Regions from separate parts of the Mus musculus genome. Here all the other regions are linked to region 1. Evidence: chromatin contacts called from public ChIA-PET and Hi-C data. All regions are on one chromosome and are shown on one strand. Each heading gives the region's core, a stretch centred on a gene start, on an enhancer-like site or on the middle of the called end of the contact. The rest is flanking DNA. Distances are from core to core; before and after follow the strand shown. Region 1 holds the start of Gng4 (guanine nucleotide binding protein (G protein), gamma 4). Region 2 holds the start of Tbce (tubulin-specific chaperone E). Region 3 has its middle 16 kb from the start of Lyst. Region 4 has its middle 44 kb from the start of Lyst.

What was found. Hi-C and Micro-C count contacts between places; a contact is called where the count stands out from the background. ChIA-PET counts read pairs in DNA pulled down with a chosen protein or histone mark.
Region 2: an RNA polymerase II ChIA-PET map of memory CD8 T cells shows a contact between it and region 1, with 37 read pairs. The contact joins the promoter of Tbce here to the promoter of Gng4 in region 1. A contact is called at or near these places in 1 of 484 Hi-C or Micro-C datasets (embryonic stem cells) and 2 of 115 datasets of contacts at active chromatin or transcription factors (bone marrow-derived macrophages and memory CD8 T cells).
Region 3: a Hi-C map of muscle stem cells shows a contact between it and region 1, with 3 times the contacts expected there. The contact joins the enhancer-like site here to the promoter of Gng4 in region 1. A contact is called at or near these places in 2 of 39 promoter capture datasets (embryonic stem cells and pre-B cells), 2 of 484 Hi-C or Micro-C datasets (both in muscle stem cells) and 1 of 115 datasets of contacts at active chromatin or transcription factors (memory CD8 T cells).
Region 4: a Hi-C map of cortical neurons shows a contact between it and region 1, with 2.6 times the contacts expected there. The contact joins the enhancer-like site here to the promoter of Gng4 in region 1. A contact is called at or near these places in 2 of 39 promoter capture datasets (embryonic stem cells and pre-B cells), 1 of 484 Hi-C or Micro-C datasets (cortical neurons), 2 of 115 datasets of contacts at active chromatin or transcription factors (large pre-B cells and memory CD8 T cells) and 2 of 9 other capture datasets (adipose tissue and macrophages).

What each region holds. Positions count from the first base shown.
Region 1 is chr13:13,782,686-13,785,754 of GRCm38.p6, reverse strand. It overlaps Gng4 (guanine nucleotide binding protein (G protein), gamma 4), which reads right to left and starts at 1,448. Exons shown (of 4, transcript NM_010317.3): 1 at 1,112-1,448.
Region 2 is chr13:14,038,269-14,041,226 of GRCm38.p6, reverse strand. Tbce (tubulin-specific chaperone E) reads left to right here and starts at 1,589. Exons shown (of 17, transcript NM_178337.3): 1 at 1,589-1,689.
Region 3 is chr13:13,572,760-13,576,072 of GRCm38.p6, reverse strand. No RefSeq gene overlaps it. Among named protein-coding and RNA genes, the nearest start is that of Lyst, 16 kb to the left of the region's middle. Within about 2 kb of position 1,317, at least 99 of the 459 cell types and tissues checked have an H3K27ac peak or open chromatin away from gene starts, as enhancers often do. A contact at or near this core is called in memory CD8 T cells and muscle stem cells, where this site is marked.
Region 4 is chr13:13,545,087-13,548,222 of GRCm38.p6, reverse strand. No RefSeq gene overlaps it. Among named protein-coding and RNA genes, the nearest start is that of Lyst, 44 kb to the left of the region's middle. Within about 2 kb of position 1,297, at least 13 of the 459 cell types and tissues checked have an H3K27ac peak or open chromatin away from gene starts, as enhancers often do. A contact at or near this core is called in cortical neurons, where this site is marked.

The DNA.
Region 1 (3,069 bases), core at 199-2,698:
TCCCACCCCCAAGTGGCCAATACCAGGTTAACAGGACCAGAGGAGGAGGTGGCTGCCTTCCTCCTTGCAAGCCAACAAGAGGAAAAGGGCGGTGGTGCCCCAGTAATGAAGAACCAGGCAGCCTGCACGCAGCCCAAGAGCCTAGCTGCAGCCTTGGGGGCCATCACACCTCGCTTTGGAGCAGACGGCAGGAGTGACGCTTTTTCACCGGAACCCTAGCACGGTCTCGCAGACTTGCTCTGGCTGAAACGCCGGCCTGTCTGCTGCCAGCCTTTTACAGACCCCGGAGGCCTGGGAAGCGAGGACGGGATTTATCTATCACTGGATCAAACTTTCACATTTGCAAGTACCCTCGCTCACATCTTAGCTCAAAATACACGACAAGAAGCAGACTAGTCTAAATGAAGGAGCCTTTTGCAGCCATAACTGGCATCTTGCCTCATTATTTCCCAGGAGACTAAAAATTAAAGCAAAGCTCGCTCTCCCAAAGCTATGCCCCGTGAGCTCAGCAGCGCGTTTCAGCACCTGCTTCGGGGACAGTCGCCATCGAGAGGGAGGGCACAAACTCGCCCAGGTCACCGTGCTCTTCCCTCTCTACCCCAGGCAGTTGTCCTGGCGTCGGGAAAGCAGAGAGCGTCTGCGAACCCCTGCCAAAACACTGCTCCAAACAAAATTATCAGTGGCCATGCCATCCATCTCCTGTGATCTTCTGCATGGTGGGGGGTGGGACGAGGGGGCGTCCTTTATGATCATGGCCAGCCATAAGGGACCTCTACGCCCCACTGATGAAGAAGAGTCCCATGAGGGCCTCGGCCCTCCTCGACCCCGGGGGATTCGGCTGTGTCCCCCGAGACTCGGGCTACCTGTGGACATTAGGGAGGCTTAGGCTGGAGGCGCCCCGCGGCCGTGCACCAAGCGGCCGCCACCACAACGAACCACAGGTCTTTGTGAAGCGTGCTGAGGCACCTCCAGGGAAGACCCAGGAGCTAGAATATCTCTTCAGTTCTGAGACTTTTAGATTTCGCCCAGGGTCTCTCGGAGCTGTCGGGGCCCGGACCGAGGTTCCCCGACGAGGCGCCGCGCCCTCCCGGGGGCCTCGGGCGCCACTTACCGCAGCCGGCGCGCAGCCGGCGCTGCTCAGACGCGGGCTGGGTCCCCGGCGCGGCGCTCGACGGGGTTGGCCAGGCCAAGCGGCATCGCTCGCCCCGGGCTCAGTGAAAGCGCGCCCCGCGTCGCCACCCGCGGGGTCCCGGACCACAGAAGACCCTGCGCGTCTGGGGAGAAAAGGGGGCGCGGCACGGAGCACAAGCCACAGCAAAGCCACCCGCAAGCGGGACCTCGGGTCTGCGCAGTGGGCCCACTGGGTGCAAGACGGTGACCCCCCAACCCTCGCCTGCTGCGCCACGCTGGCCGCACCCACTCCTTCGCAGCAGGTCTCCTCCCGCGCCGGGAGGGGCCGGGAAATCCCGCCCGCCGCCGCCGACGTCACTGGTGCGTCACTGGGGCTCCCACTCCGGGCTCCGCGCGCCCCAAATCCCGGGCCTCACCCAAACCCGCCCTCCCGGGGAGTGCGCAGCCTTGGAGGGTTTATGGCTCGAGGCAGATCCCCAAGTGCAGAGTGGGGACGGCCAGCTCAGGGTACTTCACCTGGGGACACCTAGGGTGCCTCACGCCGAGGAAGGTGGGCGCTGTTAGCGCAGATGCTGAACATCTGGAAATGCGCACCAATCTTACGCAGACGTCGCTAAGCAACGCGGGCAAGACCGCCACCCGGCCAGGCTTGGCAGAACAGCTGCCTCCCAGCCAGTCACAAGGGTGTGAGTGGACAGCAAGGAACTGCTGCCACGGGGAATCCTGGCGACTCCCAACGGTGAGATGGTCATGGCCTGCCAAGCCTCGTCCTAATGGAACTGTGTTTTGTGAGTCTCATTGTAAACCGATGAATTACCAAACTCCTCTTCCTTGAGACGCAGCTTCAGCCACGTCTGTTTTTCAACTCAGGAAATAATACAAAGCCCTCTGAAGACAGAAGCAGAGAAAACATTTCAGGCAGTAAATGCATAAAGAAGGAGGAAACCGTATTACTTCTGTCTGAACACCACTGACAGATTTCTTGAAAATCTTCCTTCCTCCTGTTCACCTTCCCTAACTATCCCTGCAGAAAGTGACACTACACAGGGTGCCTTAGATTTTCGCATATCTATCTGACATGCCTCACAGTACCGTGGACAGAGGTGCACTTAGGCTGCTGAGTGAAACTGCCCAGAGAGGCTGGAAAGACGCAGTGGGGTGGGAAATCACACTGATTGTCTTCACAGTTCCCAGGAGTCCCTTTAGGCCTCAGAATTAAATGACGTCGCAATGATTTAGCCAGTAATATTCACAAGGCAGAGGCTGAGATCCTATAGTCACTACTGTTGAAAATTCAAGCAGCACACAATCGTGTCCACTATTTTTCCTCTTGGATTCACGTCTCCCCTGCAAGCCCTGGCTCGGTTGTACACTCTTTCCACAAACCAGCTGCAGGAAAGTTGACCTTAGGTTTCCTCTCACCAGAATTCTAACGAGTTGTGCCAACTGTTCAACTGCATGGCACTTCAATAGATAAACTCTCCGGTAGACTGGGTGGCTACTGGGACTCCTCCATTTCTCCCAGGCCCCTTCTTGTCAGACCAATATTCAGTCTCTAGGGCTCTGGAGGGAGTTGTATCCTTTTGGGCAGCCTCCTATACAAAGACCCTACCCTCTTCCAGGAGCAGCCCTTCTGGGGGCCAAACGAGTAACACATCGGACCTCTGGGACACATTAAATATCCTAAGTATATCATGATTAAGGATAATTAAAAGCAACGGAGTTGATTCAGTGTTGAGTACAAGGGTAGAGGGGCAGCCGACTCAAAGAGACCAATTGCTTCTGGTACGGCAGACAATAATATCTAAATAAGAAATTATCAGTAAATCTAAATGTAGCTGTGATAACCTCTGATAGGACATATGTGTTCAATTCATATGTGTCAGTCTCAAATTTATTTAACAAGTGGCTCTTGTCAAGATACATATCAGAGCAACA
Region 2 (2,958 bases), core at 340-2,839, 260 kb before region 1:
TTCCTCTTCCTCCTCCTCTTCATCACCACCATCATCATTCTTGACAGTTCTAAGGATAAAACCTAAAGACTCACACATGCAAAGCTAGCAATATTCCTCCTCACAGACTATATGAAGCTCGAGAAGAAGGCCAGCCAAAGTAAGGATGCTTCAGTCCAACTTAGAAGGGGGAACAAAATAATCACGGGAAGTAGAAGGTAGGGAGAACTTGGGAGATATAGAGGAATGTGTTCTTGTGTAAAAGTATAAAAATTCAAATGATCTCTTCTACAGTAAGTCATTCAGGGTAAACTCAGTAAACGTTTCTGGGCCAAGATCACTTAAATTTGGTTCAGAATAGCCTATCTCTTTTCTAGCATGTGTTTTGTATCAACACTTCCTTGAAAAGCATGAAGTTACAATAAATGTGGAGATATTGGCATGGTGGGCCAAGCCTGTGATTTTAGCACTTGGTAGATGGAGGCAGGATATTAAGGAATTAAGACCAATCTTGACTTTGGTAGTTAGGTGACAGAAATCCGCCTGCCTCTCCCTCCCGAGTGCTGGGATTAAAGGTGGGCGTCACCACGCCCAGCTTGACTTTGGCAAGTTTTGAGGCCAGCCTAGGATACGTGAGACTTTGTCTCAAAACAATCAGCAGCAGCACCTTCATGAAATGTTGTCCTTGAAAAACGCTCCCATCTGAAGGTCTGTGTTTCTATTGGAGACTTGCCAAATGACAATAGTAGCTTAGCCCCTCCAGGCAAGAGTGAGTCATGTTCTATGACTACTGAGACGGTTTCAAACAGGAAAGGTTCTGGCAGCTTATTTCATCTTTCATTAACCACTGACAACAGATTCACTACAGGGTTCTCGTTCACTGCTGTGCAATAAAACAGATTTATAATTAATTATGTCTCCCAGCAGAGTTGTGCAATTCCTCTTGGATTGAATTACAGCACTCTTTTATTACTGTTTTCGTGGTGCTGTCTGGTCAAACTGACTTGGATCCAGCAAAGCCGGAGCTCTTCCAAGTAAGTTTTTGCCAGCTTCAGGTATAGCAATATGAGGGGTCACATTGCGATATGCTTATATACATAGCATCTTAAATTTGTTTTCAATGAAATAGTTACTGGCTTTTTAACATCTAAAAATAAACCAAAACACTCGATTCATAGGAACGTCTTGTTTAAAGTGGTGACTTACTTAAAACATTGCGTTTACTCTTGTTCTCCCTCATGCCTTAGCTGGTTAACTTTTTCTTTCCAGTTCTGGAGGGATCAACACTACACCTTTCTATGTAACTATGAACTCCCTACGGTGATTTAGTGCCCATAAGCATGAAACATTTTTGTTTTTTAGATATGAACCCCCCTCCGCTCCTCCCATCTCTCTTGCCTCGACCTTCCCAGTGCTGATTGTAATTGCCATGAGCCATCACGCCCAGCTATGAACTTTTAGTTCGCGTCTTGAATCAACTACAGTACGCAAAATCGACTGGTCCCACAGTCCTTCGGGGTTGCAGTTCCGGTGTCTACCTTACCAGCACTTCGCGACAATAGGGTTCGCGTTTGGAAGGGCTAAAGTGGTTTTCATCACTTCCTCTGCGGAGGTGGGACTTCCGGTCTCCAGATACTTCCGCCTAGAGCCGAAAGCTTCGTCGCTGATTGCGTGAGGGTCTCTGGGTGCTGACAGACCGGCAGAGGGAAGGTGAGCTTCGTAAGGTCGTGGAGCTGAGGTGGCGAGCTGCCCAATGGGGCTGGGTTGCCTGAGTGTGTGCTTTCTGCTCCGAGACTTCTCCGGTCGGCTGGGCCCCATTGTGGGCTGACCCAGCGGAAGGCTAGTGCGCCTGCGCCAAGCGCCTTCTGGATCCTCCCCACCCCTCCCCCGTTAACATCTGGGCGTGGGTCTCAAGTGATGCTGCCATCTCTTCCTTTTGACGTTTCTGGTGGACAGCGGTGGAGGGTGGTGGGAGGGCAGAGAGGAGTATTCAGATTTTTTTCCCTTTTTTTGAGGGGGATATTTTATTTACATTTAAAATGTTATCCCCTTTCCCGGTTTCCCCTCCGGAATCCCTCTATTTCATCCTTCCTTCCCCTGCTTCTTTGAGGGTGCTCCCCACCCACCCGTCCACTCCCACCTCGCCGCCCTGGCAGTCGCCTACACTGGGGCATCGAGCCTTCACAGGGCCAAGGACCTCACCTCCCATTGATGTTCAACAAGGCCATCCTTTGCTACATATGGGGCTGGAACCATGAGTCCCTTCATGTGTACTCTTTGGTTGATGGTTTAGTTCCTGGGAGCTCTGCAGGGTCTGGTTGGTTGATATTGTTCTTCCTGTGCGTTGCAAACCCCTTCAGCTCCATCAGTCTTTTTTTCTCTAACTCCTCCGTTAGGGATCTTGTGCTCAGTTCAATGGTTGGCTGCTAGCAGCTGCCTCTGTATTTGTTAGGCTCTGGAAGCGCCTCTCTAGAAACAGCTATATCAGGCTACAGTCTGCACACTTCTTGCCATCCACCTTAGTGACTGACTTATCTCACTCAGGATATTTTCTAGTTCATTCACTTGCCTAAGAATTTCATGAAGTCATTGTTTTAATAGCTGAGTAGTACCCCATTGTGTAAATGTACCTCATTTTCTGTATCAGTTTCTCTGTTGAAGGACATCTGAGTTCTTTCCAGCTTCTGGCTATTATAAATAAGGCTGCAATGAACAGAGTGGAGCATGTGTCCTTGTTATATGTTGGAGCATCTTTTGTGTATATGCCCAGGAGTAGTATAACTGGGTCCTCAAATAGTACTATGTCCAATTTTCTTACAAACCTCTAGACTGATTTCCAGAGTGGTTGTACCAACTTGCAGTCTCACAAACAATGAAAATGTGTGTTCCTCTTTCTCCACATCTGCTGTCACCTGAGTTTTTGATCTTAGCCATTCTGACTGGTGTGAGGTGGAATCTCAGGGTCATTTTGATTTGATT
Region 3 (3,313 bases), core at 68-2,567, 210 kb after region 1:
TAGATCCTGAGGAACAACAGCAAGAGGTTGCCTCTGGCTGCCATACACAGGCACACAGAAACATCTGCAAGCACACTTGCACACACATGCAACTCCGTGCATGTGAACATACACACAAATACATGTTAAAATAGTAAATTTTGTTATATATATTTAAATATACATGTATGGCTAGGAAGCAGGACAGTTAACCCTACTGTGAAAGGAGAACAGATAAAGTTTCCCAGAGGAGACAGCTTTGTTTTGAAATACAAGGAAGGGATTGGCAGCCAGACAAAAGGAAAAGATATTCCAGATAAGGGAATAGCACAAGGAAATAAGAAAGGGATTAGAAATTCCTAGCAAAGAACAGGAAAAAAAAGATGCAGGTGTGCAGGTGTGCAGGTGTGCAGGTGTGCAGGTGTGCAGGTGTGCAGGTGTGCAGGTATGCGTGCGTGCGTGCGTGCGTGCGTGCGTGCGTGCGTGTGTGTGTGTGTGTGTGTGTGTGTAAAACTACACAGATGCATGTGTAGTCAGTCACATGTGTATGCAGGCCAGAGGACACCTTCAGAGGCTATGAGGGTTTCAAGACAGGGTCTTTCACTAACCTGGAATTTACCAAGTAGGCTAGGCTAGCAGGACTGGCAGCCCAGGGGACTTTTCTGTGTCTGTTTCCGGCGCTGGGATTACAGGTGCACAGCACCACGTCAAGGCTTTTGAAAAATCATTTCTAGGGATAGAGTTCAGCGCCTTGCGCATGCTCAGCAGGAACTTCAGTGACTGAGCTCTCGCCCCAGCTGCACCACTGGAGTCTTTCAAAGTGGAGAGCTGACCAGGTTGTGTTTTAGAAAGATCATGTGGAAAGCGGAATAAAGAATGAATGGAAGGTGGAAGGGACAGAGGAGTGGTAACGACAAGGAGACACTTGTGTATCCCCCTCCCCCCCTCACAGAGACTCAGCAAGGAGGTAAGGATGGAGGAGGGTAGGGAGGAGAAACAAGGAGCCCATGCAAGGATAGAGCAGTGACTTGTCGAGCAGCGGATAGATGGGAGAAGAGTTGTCTTATTATTTACTCCTGACTTCTCTACCCTCAGCCAAGCTGACCCCTCCACATCCTCAAGTGTCCCAGCCTACAGAGCAATGGCTCCTGGTCACTTGCAACCAGGGCCCTTATAGATCATTTGATACCGGGCAGGGGTCCCTCGGAACCCACTCTATCCTTAAACTCACTGTGTAGCTGAGGGCTAACCTTGAGATTACAGTTCTTCTGCCTCCACCTCTCAAGTGCTGAGCTGTGCCACCACACTCAGCGTATGTGGTACCGGGGATGGTGCCCAGGGTTTCCTGCGTACTCGGCAAGCATTCTGGCAACTGAGCTACATCCTCAGCCCACAAAGTATATTTTGAATAGGCTTGGTTTCATGCGCTTTGTTGGATCCCACATAAGCCCATCTGCTCCCATTTATAGAGTGCCCCTTTATTAACTCCGTAATGTCCTGTCCAAACCAAGTTTCTGGCACCTGAAAATCAGGACTGGCTTCTCCCCAGAAAAGGCCTTCAGCTCACCCAACTCTGGGAAGGAGCTTTATTCTCCTACATCAGACCCTCCCAGAGGTTACGCCAAGGCACCAGCCACCCTCAGAACAAGCAGTGTGCAAGAGCCAGCATCCTGCAGCACCAGTGCTGCCAAGGATTTTTTTATCATTACCTTGTCCTGTGGTACCCAAGCTCTCAACCCAAACCCAGTCTGCCTGCCCCAAATGCCCATGCTTTCTGCCGGGGCTAAGCAATCTCAGAAATATGTTTGCCTACCTGCACTGTAAGTACCTTCTTCAGAAGAGGAAGGAGGGCTTTCCTTTCAAAGTGACTCTGTGGGCACTTTCGTTGCAGCCCCATTAGCACTCATCTACCTAGTTGCAGCAGAAGTGCTCCATGCTGTTAAGCAAGCTGTGTGTCTTGTTTGCACTTAAATCCTGGCTTCCTCTCAGCTGACTTAGGGTGGCATCATTTTGCCAGCATTAGAGGAGCAAGAACAGTTGACTCAAACAACCCAGGGCCTCATTGGATGATGACAAGGGCAAACCTTTCTGTGCCTTCTGATGTCACCTGAAGAAGACACAGCAGCAGATGGTAAAGGCAATCAGTAACTCTCAGTCACTGCAAGTACACAATGTCTCCATGCAAGTTGTGGAAAGAAGCCAAAGCATCAGCAACTCTGGCACTCTTCCTGCTCCTCTCCAAGCCAAATCGTCCTTGGGAATGGCTTTCTGAAAGCCCCATGCTGCCATTTCACCCGCTGGTGGTGCTAGGAAATCTCCAAGTCTCCTCGGAATGGCCCTTTCTCCCTTTGGCTCTCTGGCGAGTGGCCATGTTTGAATCACATGGGAAATTTGGCAAAGCAAGCCCCATTCCTTTGCAGTGTGTCTGCAGTGAGGATTTTGGGTTAGAGATTGCATGATCACTCTCCTGAGTCATTGTTCCTGGATGCTCCTGCCCAGGGACAAGCCTTAATTGTGTTTCTGAGAGAAGCTTCAGAAGTTGGATTAAGAATTCTTCAATCCTTGGAGGACCCAGAGCCACTGCCTTTCGCCTTCTGGCTGCAAATTGTCACTAAACATAAAATGTCCTTTCCTTTATGCTGAGAACCGGTTCTCTCTTTTTTCATGCTTATGATATTAATTCTTTTTTTTATATGTTCATTATAAACTACTGTCATTCTTATTCCACATCAGATATGGATTTCTGAATTCATATTTGTGAGTATATGTTCATGTATGTTCAAGCATGTATGTGTGCAGGGGCATGTGCACATGGATGTTATTTCTCGGGTGCTATTCACTTAAGGTTTTGCTTGAGACAGGGGCTCTTACCACCCTGGAGCTCAGTAGTTAGGCTAAACTGACTGGCCAATGATAGCCACAGATCTGTTTGCCCCTGACTTCTCAGCATTAGGTTGCACAGGATTACATGGAATTATGTCATGCCTAACTCTCACATGGATTCCAAGGATCTCCACTCAAGTTCACACTTTACCAACTGAGTCATCTCCTCGGCCCCTTGGCAATGCTTTTATTGCCTGGAACCTTCAGCCAGTTTTCCTGTTGGAAAAATAGGGAACTTTCTCTTTTATGTCCTTTGGTATATAGGCAAATCAGTGAGTTCCAAGTTCAGCATGAGATCACATCTCACAATATAAGGCAAAGAATGATCTCAAAATATAAGGCAGAGGCATTATATTCAGCATTGACCTCTGGCTTCCATGTGCACTGTTCTAGTTTGTGTTTCTCTTATGTGATCAACACTACAACCAAAAGCAACTTGGGGAGGAAAGGA
Region 4 (3,136 bases), core at 48-2,547, 240 kb after region 1:
CACCAGCAGAGGGTTAATTTTGTAAAGTTTTGAAAGGAGGGACCTAGCTAGAGAAGTCAGGTGGGTCCTTGGGAAATAGCTTGTCACTAGCTCCTTCCTAGAATCTATTTCCTTTCTGTCAGAGTCCAGTTCTCCTCCACCACAGCTTCCTCCCGCCATGATGCTCTCTCATGTACATGCAGCCAAGCACTCATGAGCTGAACCCTCTGGAACAATGGGCAAACCCCATTTTTCCTTCTTTCTTTTGTTTTGTCAGGCATCTCATGACAAAGATGTGGAAGTAGCTAATATGCCGGAGAACTCCGAGTGCACCAGAGATGAGCTGTGGAAAGCAAGGCGAGTTATTGACTTACAGATTGGCAAAAGTGTGAGAAACAAAAAGATGGTCAAGGTGGGGAGGGCCTGCAGGGAGATAACCCTGCCACTCCAATGGAGAAGATGATGGGAGTCTGTTCTTTTCTTTTTAACAAGAGTCAAAAGTCATTTCCTTACCCTCAGATCCAGAGGGAAACTCAACAGCATCAAACTACTGTTTTCTAAGCTGTTGGTCATTATCTGTGGTTGAGGCACAAGCCGCCTTGATCAGTTGTCACCAGTGCTTTCTTATTTTTGATTGTGTGAGTGTTCATGTGTGTGGAGCTACATATGTGTATGTAGGTGCTTGTACACACGTGCTCACATGCAGAGGAGGTTGAAGGGCAACTGTGAGTGTATTCCTCAAGTGCTGCTCTTCTTGCCTTTGAGCTACAGTCTTTCATCTTCCTGGAACTCACCACGCAGGTGAGGCCCAGGAATCTGCCTATCTACACCTACCTACTGCTGGGATGAAAGCTGGGTTTATAAGCCTGGACCACCATACCAAGCTTAGATCACACAGGTTCGGGAGACCAAACACAGATTCTTATACTTACAAGTATTTTATAGACTGGGTTATCTCTCTGCCCCTGTCCAATGTTTCTCTTAAAATAAAATAAAATAAAATAAAATGAAGCCAAGGAGAAAATAGAGCATCTGACACCTTTCATTTGGAGCTCTGAGAAATTATTTAACCCTATGTCTTGCGGGTGACATGTGTAGGCAAGCATGCATGTATTATGTGAGTGCATACATATGTGTGTCTATTGAGATGTGAACATTTTTGAAGCATCTGGGCCAGCCAGTTCTCTTGCAAAATGCTCTGCCATCTGGTCGTGCCTGTTTCCATGTGTGTTGGAGCTGTTGTTCCCTTACAGCTGATTCACTGAAGGTGTGAACTGTGTGATATTTCTGGAGAGCAGTCTGCCTGCTTGCATGGAAAACAGAACTGAACGTACAGTACACTTCCAGGAATGTCTCTTAAAGGAGAGGATGACAGGCAGACAGTGCAAAGACTTTCATGCAGTCAGCATTTCCAAAAGCAAAACAAACACCACCAATAACAAGAGCCTAAATAATAGTAAAGAGTAAATAAGCTACACTGTATTATTCTCCATCGTGTGCAATGAAGCACAGGACAGTGGAATAATGAGACTCAGATAAACCAGGCATGTGTATGTAGTGCATACCTACAATCCCAGAACCTGGGAGATAGAGGCAGGAGGATCAGGAGTTCAAGGGTCACCCATAAGTGATGCTTTGATCTCAGTACTTTGGAGGCAGAGGAGGAAGATCTCTGTGAGTTGAGGGCCAGCCTGAAAACTTGCGAAAAAGAAAAGAAATCCAAGGACTAGGGAGATTTCTCAGTGGACCAGGTGTTTGCTCACAGTGTGAAGACCTGGGTTTGGATTCCCAGGAGCTGTCTGTTCCCAGCATCTCTGTGGTGAGATGGGAGGTGGAGATGCTGATTAGCATGGTGTTTAAACAGGAGCAAACTAGTTGAGACTTACTTCAAGCAAGACAAAAAGCAAGGAATGACATGGGAGTGATCCTCTCACCTCCACATGGGTGCTCTGCCACCTGCATACCAGCCCTTACACATGTGCACACACAACAGTTTAAAGTTATCCTTCGACATGTGAGGAGTTTGAGGCTAGCATGAGCTATATAAGGCCTTGTCAAGGGGAGGAAAATGAGAGGCTTAAAAATAGTGAATTGCTCTCTGTGTGCTTTAGCAGGAAAAAAATGCAATTAGGAAAACTGTCAAGCTGCTGAGTTAAAATGAACGTTAAAATGCTGTTAATGAACAATTGAGAGAGGTAAAGATCATCTAAAAAGAGTTAAGTGGTGTTAAAGCAGGGTGTTTAGGTCTCCTAAAAGAAAAGCAGAGAGAGGGAGAGAGAGAATGAGAGAGAGAATGTAAACACAAATGGGGCCTCCTCTTGCATGGTATCCATGACACTCAGAGTGCATTCTTGTCTGAGAGATGTAATCCGAACCTATTTAGAAATGAACAGACTAATCCATGCTGAGGGGCATTCTGCAAGGGGCTCAGGGGCTTCGAACTTGTCCACATCACAAATTACACACATTCATGGAAAGAGGGAGAATTCTAGAATGGGGTCAGACCAGTCATCTTTCAAGGGCTCAGAAGTGGATAAGAGATGACCAAAGAGACATAATAACCAGAAAAGTGTACGCGAGGAAGACTGTGCGATAATTGGAGCGTTTGAGTGCAGGCTGTTTTGGATCCTGTTATTTTGTCTATGGTAATTGTGTGTTGGATGTTTCTGTCTCCCTAAATGAAGACTCTATTCCAGGGTTTTAAGAGGGAAAGGGATTTAGGTGAGGTCACGGGGTGGGGCCCTGTCCTTGCATGATCTCTCCTCCACCCCTCTTTTTGTATCTATTTATTTCTCTCCTATTTCTTCTCTTTTTTGTCTATGCTCTCTCTCTTCATCCCTTCCTCTCCTCTTACATGTGAGGATACAGGAAGACAGTGCCAAGAGCAAATCAGGACAAGGATCTTACCATGGCAATTAGCACCTTGGCCTTGGGTTTTCAACTTTGGGACTGTGGGAAAAAACCATAAGGTGTCTATGTCCATAGGCTGCAACATTGCAGTCAAATGCAAGCTGAGGGTTAGGCCCAGTGCTGCCTGCCAGACACTGCTTTGCTTTCAGTCAATTCTCTACACTCCAGGGCGTTTACAGTAAAAGCTGCGAAGGCTGTGGTTTATTTCTATGTGGTGCAATAAATTGCTGGTAAATGGTAAATAAAT